2 separate regions of the Ornithorhynchus anatinus genome follow, and region 2 is linked to region 1. Evidence: chromatin contacts called from public Hi-C data. All regions are on one chromosome and are shown on one strand. The core of a region is the stretch at or near the end of the contact, and the rest is flanking DNA. Distances in the headings are between cores, read along the strand shown. Region 1 overlaps WSB1 (WD repeat and SOCS box-containing protein 1). Region 2 has its middle 20 kb from the start of NF1.

Evidence for each region. A called contact is a pair of places that touch in the nucleus more often than the background predicts.
Region 2: a contact with region 1 is called in a Hi-C map of fibroblasts, with 5 times the contacts expected there. The contact joins two enhancer-like sites. A contact is called at or near these places in 2 of 2 Hi-C or Micro-C datasets (fibroblasts and liver).

The regions. Positions count from the first base shown.
Region 1 is chr17:10,111,225-10,117,481 of mOrnAna1.pri.v4, forward strand. It overlaps WSB1 (WD repeat and SOCS box-containing protein 1), which reads right to left. Exons shown (of 9, transcript XM_001506620.4): 2 at 2,377-2,545; 3 at 1,560-1,822; 4 at 251-382. Among named protein-coding and RNA genes, the nearest start is that of WSB1, 5.7 kb to the right of the region's middle. Within about 2 kb of position 4,072, the one cell type or tissue checked has an H3K27ac peak away from gene starts, as active enhancers do. A contact at or near this core is called in fibroblasts, where this site is marked.
Region 2 is chr17:10,152,569-10,158,216 of mOrnAna1.pri.v4, forward strand. No RefSeq gene overlaps it. Among named protein-coding and RNA genes, the nearest start is that of NF1, 20 kb to the right of the region's middle. Within about 2 kb of position 1,888, the one cell type or tissue checked has an H3K27ac peak away from gene starts, as active enhancers do. A contact at or near this core is called in fibroblasts, where this site is marked.

The sequences.
Region 1 (6,257 bases), core at 2,822-5,321:
CTACTTATCCGCCTCCTCACTGGTTTCCCTTGCCTCCGGTCTCGCCAAACTGTATTTCACTCTACTGCTTGAATCTATAGCAGAGTTCTGCACAAAACTCTCCTCTGGTATCCTTTATTCACCTCACCTTCCGCCCCACAGCACTTATGTGCATATCTGTACTTCACATAAACACTGTATCGGTCTCCCCTTCTAGACTATAAGATCCCTGTGGGCTTATCCTTCCTCAGGCCCTATAAATGACACTTACCATCATCTTTCAGATCCCACACTCTTAGAGTTTTGTCTCTTGAAGCTGACACTAGAATCAGGCTGCCATCTGGGGCAAAAGTTAAATCTCTTACTACTTCACTGTGGTCCATCAGGTTAAGGAGGAGCTTTCCTAAAAGGAAAAAAGATATTGATCTTAAACAAAATACTTCAAATTATCAATCCTGTAAAAAGAGGAAGAAGGGGAAGAAGATTGTTTAGTGATTTTAATCACTGAGTGAAAGCTTCTATGATCCCTACATGAAAATCCAGGAAAAATTAGTGTTTTATTTAGAGGGTTAATTGTTTGGGTTCAAGAGGAAAAAAATAAAATCCATGAGATTTAATTCTAAAATTTTCTTCTTTCTCTGGTAAGCTCTGGGATCACTAAAAGTTCAGGGATCCTTGAGGAGTTGGCCATTTAATCATATTCCTGGGTCAAGATGATTTAACTTTTGTATATAAAAAAATTACACCAGACATCCATTTCAGAAAATTGCCTGGGATGCAATTTTGGAAAAAAAAAATACAGTAAAGTTTTCCTTATCCAGAACTCCTCCTCTATGCTGTGAGCTCATTGTGGGCAGAGAATGTGTCTATTATTACACTCTCCTCTCCCAAGTGGTTAGTACAGTGCTCTGCACATAGTAAGTGCTCAGTAAATACCATCAGCTTTTCAGAAAAAGAACTGCTTATTAATTTGATCACCCAGAGTGAGTAAAGTCGCAGTATCTCATTGAAGGAGTTAAAACTTTCAACCCTGCTGCCCCTTAAGCATTCCTGGGGTTAGGTAATGATTGATGAGGAGTTTGCCTTGAAACCTCAGGGTGATCCAATCATGAACAAGGACCACATGAAAACACCTTTTTAAGCTGGGAAGATGAAGTGAATTACTATTTGGGCAATAATAATTAACTAGCAACTGGCGCACTTCCTCTCTCCCAAGGACTCTTTCCGTAAGCAATAGGCAAAGGGTATAGAGTTTTACCAAGTTAAAAAAAAAAGGGGGGGCAGACAAGTTGTAGTAGCTCAGGAAATAAAAAATAAACCTTTTTAAAAGTCCCAGGATGCCAAGCACAGGCTGACCGCTATATACTCCTTCCAGATCAAAAAAAAAACCCCAAAACCAACGTATTAAAGAGATCCCATTCTGTCTAATTCTGAAGAATTTTCTACTTTTAAGCAATGAACTCAAACACTCTGCTCTCAGTGACTACGTATATCACTTCACTTCGAAGGGGAAATGAGCGTGCCACAATTAATTAAGAAGTAGACCAAGACATCAAGAGCTTTCCAAGAGGATCCTATACCTGTGTACACATCCCATATCTTGATACGCCCATTGTTTAACCCTGTTGCGAGAAGGAGCTGATCCTGACCAAACTTGAATCGATGCCATTCTATATTCACGCAACGACTCTGTTTTTCAGGCACCGAAGACCCAAAGGCGAGACTCCAGACTATATCTCCACAGTCTATGATGTGCTCACAAGGCTTGTTCTTTTGACCACCGTCGCTATTTTGTCTGGAGAGTCTTGAATTGGTGACATTCTTGGTGGAGCCGGGCAACAAGCTGAAAAACAAGTTTAAATGATTTTTAAATGCTTATTAAAGACACCAATTAATCTGAAAATGGCACCAAGTAAAGGGAGGGTGGAAAAAATGCCAATGCCAGATTCCAAGGCTTCTTTTTAGCAAATTCACGCAGTCAATCATTCCCTCCGTGTACCGAGAGGTCCTAGACCTTCAAATAGCAGAGAGCTGACACGTCTACTTAAGCTTTCTTTTGTGACACTTGGGATAAAGCTGTTCATTCCCCCCCACAAAAAGCTGGTAACAAGCCACCAGCACAACAGGCTTCTTAGCCACCTGAATTTATCTGAGGAAATTTAGCTGTTTATAGGCCAATTTCTTCTAAGGGAGTGTTTAGTATTATGTTGGTCCAAATACCCCTGTGCAACATTTCTGATAACTGAGAATATACAGTGCGAAGACGAAAGCACCTTTCCATCTGACTTGAGAGCTGAGTCGTTGATCAATGCCTCACAGCACCCAAGAAGAAAGGTATATGAGCAAACCTGGGATTCTGCATGACTGACAAGGTTATAAGGAAAAGGGAAGTCTTACAAGTTCTTAAGGCACTGGGCCCACGGAACCAACTTCACAGTGCGATGTCCTTGTGACCAAGCAAAGTAAGACCCATCCGGAGCAAAGGCAACAGTCCAGTTTTCACGCCCAGACTTCTTGTCGAAAGGAGCTGCCGGGGCTAAAAGTTCTCCTATAGTCCGTGATCTCACTAAAATGAAAAATGAAAAATAAAGCAGCAAGAAATGCACATGAGTAGCCTGTAACTTAAACGGCCTCCAAAGTCTTTAACATTTTTCTAAAGCACTACCACTAACTTCAATTCTCTTCCTGAACACCCCCATCCTCCCACCCTAAGAAAAAAGCACCCCAATTTTGAAGTAACCTCTCCTTTGCCTTCTGGGGGGGAGGGGCATGGAGAATGCAAAGAAAAATATTTAAACTTATGCAGAAATCTTGATGTTTAAATCCAACTATAATGATTAAGAGCACCAAAAAATGCCTAATGCCTGACTTCAAGTTACCCTCTATCACAAAGTAAAACAAAGGGTTAGCTGAAAGTGGTTTCTTTAGAAATTAAGGGCCAATCAATGTCCCTGAGGCTGGTGGGTGTGAACTCTCAGAGTGATTATCAGTGAACTGACAAGATCAGAGGTATGAGGTATTTACAGTTTTGCGGGGGGGGGGGGGGGGGGGTCATCAAGTTTAAACCGATTTTTAATCAGTGATATTTATCAAGTGTTTACTGTGTGCAGAGCACCATATTTCTAATCTGTTTAGAATACTAGCATGAGAGAGTCCAAACTGAGATCATCATCTTTTTAACCTATTCCTAACTTTATCCCTATTAAACTGAGGGCAGTCATCTTTTGGCAAGACTGGCCAGCCTTCAAAATTCCAGGGCAGGAACCCAGGAGAAATGAGTTTATTGGAACTGGGGATGACAGGACCATCGATAGTTTTCCCCTGACAAACTGTAGGTCAAATTTATTTTTCAAAGCAGCTTTCCTATTGAAACAGAAGAAAACCATAAGCTCCCAATTACAAGACCTATGAAAATAAAGACAGGGGCCAGTAATAACCACGCCCATTCCTTCATTTGGCCATAAAACGAAGGAGGAATCTTGAGTCTATACCGAGGAATTTTTTTTATATGTCAGCATAAAGAGAAGACTGCATCACAAGCACTTGACAAACAACATGGGAAAAGAGGTTTCAAAGAAAGGATCAAGCCCATTTTCACGATCAAAGGACAAATCCAAATCTTGTCTAAAGTGAAGGCTCAATGAAAAAAATAAACTCATTGTTTTCAGGCACTAGATAGGAATAAGAGATACAGCTAGTTACTTTTTACAGCAATAAAGGCAATGTTCGTGCATTAAAAAAACCCAGGTGACTTCAAAGCACCCAAGAGACACATTATTGATCACCTCTTGGCAAGCCTGAATCGTGTCTCTTACTCCTAAATGCTATAACTGCTTTGCTTTATGGAAGACTCTCCATGAGACCAGCCCATCATCAGGACTCAACTAGATAAACCTCCGGGTAGAGAAATAGAAAATACCTAGAGTGTACTATCAGAATGTGTCACATCTCTGCCGTCTCTGAGTCACCCCTGGGTAAGGCAACCAGTGTTTAGCTTTTTCTATTTCTTCCTCCCGTTCCCTTCGTCCATTTTTTCAACTTGCAGAAACACTGCCCTGAAAGAGAGGGCAGTAGCCCAGGGCTGTCTCCGGCTCTCCTACGTGCTCTCTGGAAATTCCTCTGCTGCCATTGTGTACCGACTTGCCTCTAAGCAGTGTGTACATGAGAAACCCGACACATGCAATGGCAGCAATCGCCCATCCTCACAAAGGGAAGGCGAGGAAGGAATTCTTCATCGATGATAAGACTGGGGCCCATAGAAACCGGCATTTATGTTCCTTCCAGAAGTGAAGGGCTTGTGGTTAGCCAGAAATCAAAGAAAAATGCTTCAGGATCCTCCCGCTGCATTTTTGTTCGGCCCAGAAATTCCTGATAATCACACCCCTCTTTTATCATGACTGCAATTTAAACATCTGATCTCAGTACAAGCTTTATATATATAAACCCTATATTTGCAGGAGATCTTAATTGGGCGGAATTACTAAAACTGGATAAGATCGGGTCAGAATTCGAAGTGACTGTGGCAGTTTAAAGAAATCGTCTATCAAATACAGGAAAAAGTTCAATGGGGAAGAAACCAAAAAAACCCAAATCTGAAAGACAAGATGAGGGACACGCTGAGCTTCCTGGGCAAAACAAGAGGTCATAACAGCCTGAAAAGTGAACGAATATTCTGGAATGTGTGACGTTGCTGGGGAATAATATCTTCACTCTACTTGGCATTGGCCAAGGTCTTATGTGTCCAGTTCTGGTTCCCACATCTTACAGTAGATGTTGGAGAGATCAGAGTAATGCTACAGATATGATTTAAAGGATGGAAAAAAGGAAGAAAGCTTGCCCAGGCTGAAATGTAAACCCTCATGTCCATGAAGACTTATTCTTAGTTTTCTGAGGATTTCAACAAGTTTGTTTGGAAACAAAGGGGAATTTTTTGACTCTAAAGCAAAGGAATAAATTTCCAAGGGAGGCAGACCTCTAGACTATAATCTCACTGTGGGCAGGGAAGGTGCTCTCCCAAGCACTTAGTACAGTGCTCTGCAGTCAGTGAGTGCTCAATAAATATCACTGATTGACTGAGGCTGGAGAGTCTCCATTCTTGCTGAGAACTGCCTACCACTTTCCTTAGATAGGGAAGGGGTGAGAGAAAAAGAAGGGGCCAGATAACCTTTTGGGGGTGTACTGTAGCCCTGTGAGTCTACAATTTTAGGCCCAAAGTCACCTCTAGTACTCTATTATAAGATTAAACTATTTTAAAATAAAGGTAATGCTGCATAGATAAAGGTCCCTGGCCTCACCAGTGGATAAATCCTTTATTCCCAAATCCCATATGATTTTTTTTTAAAGAAGCATAGATTCTAGAACTGTTTCCAGACCCGAGTTTGCCCCTTCACCCACTCCCCTCTAGGCAAAATGTTCAACGTCCACTTTCCCAAGATTTTTCTCTCTGCACTGGATGGGGATACTCTGTGGTTGAGGAGAAATTAAATAGGAAAAAAATATAATCCTGAAAACTTCAACTGATTTGGATCTCTGGACCAGCACCTTTGCTTATCGATCCATTTTGCCCCCAACCTCTTTACCAATTAATGTACTGGTTGTAAAAAGGTTACTTGGCAGGCATACTCTGATATGGGTATTTTAGTCCCGATCCCTGGTTCCCTCTAGACTGTAAACTCTTTGTGGGCAGGGAATGTGTCTGTTCATTTTTGCACTGTACTCTCCCAAACGCTTATTACAGTGCTCTGCACACAGTAAGCGCTCAATAAATACAACTGAGTGACTCAGTCGAGAGCCAAGTTGCGAAGCACCTTTGGGCAGTCATCTTTTCTCTGCTCCGGTTTGAATGGCCCTAACGCCAGCGATCCATCAGTGGTATTTATTGGGCGCTTTCTGTGCACGGGACACCGTACTAAGCACTTCCGTGCTTTACACACAGTAAGTGCTCCGCCCCTTGTCTGCTGCGTGACCTTGGGCCAGTCGTTTCACTTCTGTGCCTCAGCGACCTCAACTGCAAAATGGGGACTGAGCCTGTGAGGCCCCCCATGGGACAGGGACTGGGTCCAACCCGATTTGCTTGTAACCACCCCGGCGCCTAGTACACTGCCTGGTACACAGTCAGCGCTTAACAAATACCATCACCATTATTATCACGTGCTACGCTCTCAGGAGAGCACAATAGGGTGGAAAGACACGTTCCACGACCTTAAGGAACTTCAAAAGCCTTACGGCATCTTTTCTCCTTCCTCTTCATTCATTCAATTCGTATTTACTGATCGCTT
Region 2 (5,648 bases), core at 638-3,137, 39 kb after region 1:
AGCCGGGAGTCGAACTCATGACCTCTGACTCCGAAGCCTGGGCTCTTTCCACTGAGCCACGCTGCTTCTCTCTGCTGGTAATTCCAGCCGATGGGCTGGCTTTGTATCAATTAGCCTAGTCCCTAGTGGAAGCGGGGCTGGGCACGGCAGCTAATATGAGGCACCTTCAGCCAGATTTCATTCAGTCAGTTGTAGTCAATTGTATTTATTGAGCTCTTACTGCGTGCAGAACACTGTACTAAGCGCTTGAGAGGGTACAATATAACAATAAACACACACATTCCCTGCCCATCATGAGCTTACAGCCTAAAGGGAGAGACTCCGCATAGAGTAAGGATTCCATAAATACGACTGACTAATTTGTCAGGGTGTGAAGAGGCTAAATCTGATGAAAAACCCACTTCCTCTAAACAGGCTTAGTACTCATTTAGACTGAAACCTGGGTTCTCTAAAAATCCGGCCAGAGTGGCCAAGGGCCCTTTCCTGTCCCCCACTTTCCTCCACCGTCCTCGCTTTAGTGCCGTGGGTCTCCCTGGTCTCCGCTGGTGATGGATATCTGGTCAATGAATATGCAGTGAGGGAACCTGAAAAATCAACCAGGCTATCATATTTATTGAGCACAAATTTTTTTTATGGAATTTGTTAAGTGCTTACTAAGTTCTAACTTACTGAGCGCTGGGGTAGATACAAGATAATTAGGTCAGACGCAGTCCCCGTCCCATGTCGGGTTCACAGCCTTCAGAGCACTGCAGTAAGCGTTTGGGAGAGTATAATATAACAGAGTTGGTAGACACGTTCCCTGACCACAGTGAGCTTACAGTCTAGAAGGGATGTCACTGCTCCCATGCTGCGTGATGTTGAGCAATTGCCTCTGCTGCCCTGTGTTTGAGGAGCCCATGAACACAGCAGGAAAAACAACCCCAGCCGGTCTGATCAGTGTAGTTTTCAGTAAGCGCTCAATAAATGCCACTGAATGAACGAGTGAATGCCTAGATCATGTCAGACGTGTTTTACATTAATATTACAAGGTGTTAATTTGTTAATGATACAGTACACCCTTCCTTTTCCAGTTTGTGTCCTTCCCCTGGGTTGTCCAGGGCAAGTCTCTCCTGACACCTTTCCTGAGAAGCAGCGTAGCCTAATGGAAAGAGCACAGGCCTGGGAGTTAGGAGACCTGGTTCCTAATCCTGCCTTCTGTGTGACTTTGGGCAAGTCGCTGAACTTCTTGGTGTTTCAGTTTCCACATCTTTGAAGTGTGGATTAAATAATTATGGTTTTTGTCAAGTGCTTCTCTGTGCCAAGCACTTATTAAACCCTTGGGAAAATACATAGTGTTAGCTCCTGAACCGATCTGTTATTATTATTAATATTTTACTCATAATAATAATAATAGTACTTGTTAAGAACTTACCGTGTGCCAAGCACTGTTCTAAGTGCTGGAGTAGATACACGTTAATCAGGTAGGACACAGTCCCTGTCCCACAAGGGGCTCACACTCTTAATCTCCATTTTACAGATGAAGTAACCAAGGCCCAGAGGAATTAAGTGACTTGTCCAGGGTCACACAGCAGAAATGTGTGGAGCCAGGATTAGAGCCTTCTGACCCGCAGGCCCATGCTAGTGGCTCAGTGGCAAGAGCACGGGCTTGGGAATCAGAGGTCATGGGTTCTAATCCCGGCTCCTCCACTTGTCAGCTATGTGACTTTGACAAGTCACTTTACCTCTCGGTGCCTCAGTTACTTCATCTGTAAAATGGGGATTAAGACTGTGAGCCTCATGTGGGACAACCTAATTACCTTGTGCCTACCCCAGTGCTTAGAACAGTGCTCTGCACATAGTAAGCGCTTAACAAATACCAACATTACTATTATTATTCACTAAACCAGGTTGCTTCTGTTTCATTTCCTCGAACGTGCCCAAAAGATTTTAGATTAAACATGTTTTCCTCTTCCCACTTGGACTGTGAGCCTCAAATATGGCAATAGCTATGTCTGATCTGATGGTATCTACCCCAGCACCGGTAGAGTGCTTGACACATGGTAAGTATTTAGCAAAGACTATTGCTATTATCTTTCATAGTCTGGGAAGGGATTAGATCTCTTCACCATCCTCCTTTTCCTCCTCCTGCTTCCCAGCTCCCTCCTTTCTCTCCCCACTTCTCTCTCCCCCTCTCTCTCCCTCTCCGCCCCACAAACACAAACACGCACACAACATTTATCCTTGGACTTGCTATTTCTCAATCTCACTTCCTCTGTTGCAATTTCCCTGGACATGTGACATGTTCGGTTACTCCTATCCTGTCACAGAGTGGATTTTTCTGGACTCCAGAGATGTGTGGAACAGTATCATCCCTTTCCTCCAACTCTTCTAAAGGAACTGGCAAACTAGATTAGGAGACAGACTAGCCTGTTCCAGTTTATTCTTACCAGACATAAAGGGGAAAAGTTGCCTGGAATTCGATCCTTCCCCGCGGCATTGTTAGTAAGCGCTGGTGTAGAAGGAAGCAGGCAGGTCTAAAGGTCTTTGTAGTTTTGCAGGAAGTGCTTTACTGTTTCTGCGTTCAGTCCTCAAGAACCTCCACAGGTTGTCCATCCACCTCCTCATCAAACTCAAACTTCTTACTGTCCGCTTTAAAGCATTAAATCACCTTACGCCCTCCTACCTCACCTCACTACTCTCCTACTACAACCGAACCTTGCGAACCTCACTCCTCTAATGCCAACCTACTCACTGTACCTTAATTTCATCGATCTCATCACCAGCCTCTCGCCTACATCCTCCCTCTGTCCTGGAACACCCTCCCTCTTCATATCTGACAGTTACTCTCCCACCTTCAAAGCCTTACTGAAGGCACATCTCCTCCAAGAGGCCTTCCCTGACTAAGCCCTCATTTTCTCTTTTCCCACTCCCTTCTGCTTCACCTCTGTCTTGCTCCCTTTATTCACCACTCCCACCCCCACAGCACGTATTTACATATCCATAATTTATTTATATTATGTTAGCTCATCTGGGCAGGGAATATGTCTGTTATATTGTTTGGCCTTTTCCAGGGAGGAACCTGAGGCAACTAAAGTTCAGTCAATAAAGTTTTATAGTTAACGTCACTGCACCCCACCCTGCCTAGTCTCTGCCTCCATTTTCCAGTGTATCTGAGCAGTTTCAGATCCTCCCGCATGTTATAAGCATTAAGTCCCCGAAGCTCTTTTCTGAGGAGAGTACAGGAAATCCATCTGAGCTCTGGATCCTAAAGCAAACATAATAATAATAATAATTGTAGTATCTGTGGAGCTTTTACTATGTGCCAAGCATTGTACTAAGCACTGGGGTGAATACAGACAAGCAAATTGGCTTGGACATGCTCCCTGTCCCATGTGAGTCTTAATCCCCATTTTGCAGATGAGGGACCTGAGGCACAGAGAAGTTAAGTGACTTGCCCAAGGTCACACAGCAGACAAGTGGCGATAAATAAAAATGAAAATGGCAATCAATTGTATTTATTGAGCACTTACTGTTTGCAGAGCACTTTACTAAGCTCTTGGGAGAGTACAATATAAGCAAGTCTGTAGACATGTTCCCTGCTCACATTGCGCTGATATAGAAGGGGACACAGACATTAATATAAATTAATACATTATCGTTATGTCCATAAGTGCAGTGGGGCCGAGGGTGGGGTGAATAAAACGTGCAAATACCATCTGGGTTCGGAGATTTTGATTTTCTGCATGTTCAGAGTAGTTAGGGCAGTTAGTAAATATTGATCTGAAGCCTGCTTGATGAAGGGACTCATCTTGGGCCAGTGGTCTAACCTGATAAGGAAATGGCAGCCCAGAGACCTCAAGTGATTTGACCAAGGTCATACGGCAAGAGCTCAGTTCAGTGTTCTGCATACAGTCATCGCTTAATAAATACTATTACTGTTAAGTGCAGTTCCGGGATTAGAATCCAGGTCTCCTGACTCCCAGGCCAGTGCTCTTTTACCAGGCAATACTATTTCAGTTATCGTGATTATATCAGAGCATTTCATAAGTATGCAGAGTTTTCAGGGAAAAATGGGGCAACTGGACTGCCTCAAGTCAATTTAGAGACCCATCTGAGGAATTCAGTTCCTCTTGGAGGAATGTCGTCAGGCTGGTGGGTTCAGTTCTCCGAAATGAGGAGCACTGTGGGGTAGAACCATGTGACTTAGATGACATAATCTGCGACCAACTCCTGTGGAGAAATCCAGGATTAAGAGTTAGTGAGGGTGTGCAGATCCCCAGATCTGTAACCAGAACTCTTTGCTGGGGTGGTTGTGAAGCCTAATCAAGGGGCAGTTTGTTAGAGAGTGCAGCTCGGAGGAGAGGATGGGCTAGCCCATTTCTGGAGCTGACTCGGGCCAGGGGTGATGGGAATGGGACAGAGTGGTTTGGACCGTAACTACGCCCGCTGCTTTATCGTAATCCTTCAGCAGGCCTTCTCCAGCCCTCCCCTCCTCCCCTTCCTAGGAAGCAACCCGTAGAAGGAGGTAGACGAGACATGAGTCAGAGCACAGTCACAAGGTCTTCTCCAGCCTCTCCTCCCACAAGCTTTTCCCTCAGTGGGCCTCAGGAAAGCCAAGGAGAGAGAGGAGCGATGCAGGAGGCTGATGGCCATGGGAAAGGGAATTTGTGCGGGGTGGGGGCGGGCCGCGAGGGCTGTTTCCGTCCCTTGGTTTCTTCTGATATGAGATCACTAAGAAGGATGAGGGCAGATGTGGAGTTCAGCACCATCACTGTTTACTGCTTATAATCAGAATAAGAAAAATTATTGGTCTTGGCTCAGACCAAGAGTCACCGAGGTCTCAGCCATGGCCACGGCAGTGGGCTTCCCGTTATTGTAGAGGTTGAGAAGACCTCACTCGGCTATCACTTGACTCCTTCCTGGGCTGGAGCAGAGACTGATGGAAGCCCCGGTGGTTTAGGGCTGCGGCAGCTTCTCTCTGGTGGGTTGGGACCCAGAGGTCCGAAGCGAGAGGCCCAGTGAGACAGCTTCTTTGGGATTTGTGCCATCTTTGAAATCGAAGGACAGATGAATTTATGTACGCATGTATATATTACATACTATGTATGCATACATAGTTATATGCATATTCATTGGCACTGACATACATGCATAGGTGCAAATCCACTGGTGGTTTATGTCTGATTTGGTGATTTTTCCCGGTAGTTAAGGTACTTTAAAGATTTTAGTGGCCTCTCCTGCCCTCTTCTGGATAAACCTATAGTGGACTCATCTACTCTCTCTCAATTGTTTATAATAGTAATAATAATAATGATGGCATTTGTTAAGCGCTTACTTTGTGCAAAGCACTGTTCTAAGCGCTGGGAGGATACAAGGTGATCAGGTTGTCCCACGTGGGGCTCACAGTTTTCATCCCCATTTTACAGATGAGGTCCCTGAGGCACAGAGAAGTGAAGTGACCTGCCCAAAGTCACACAGCTGACAGGTGGCGAAGCTGGGATCAGAACCCATGACCTCTGTTTATGAATATATAAGCAAAGTCTTAGGCACCCGAAAACAGGGATATTTGAGTTAATCGATCGATCTGTGGCATTTACTGAACACTTACTGTGGACAGAGTACTGCACTGTACTAAGCAGTCGGGAGAGTACAATACAGTAGAGTTGGTA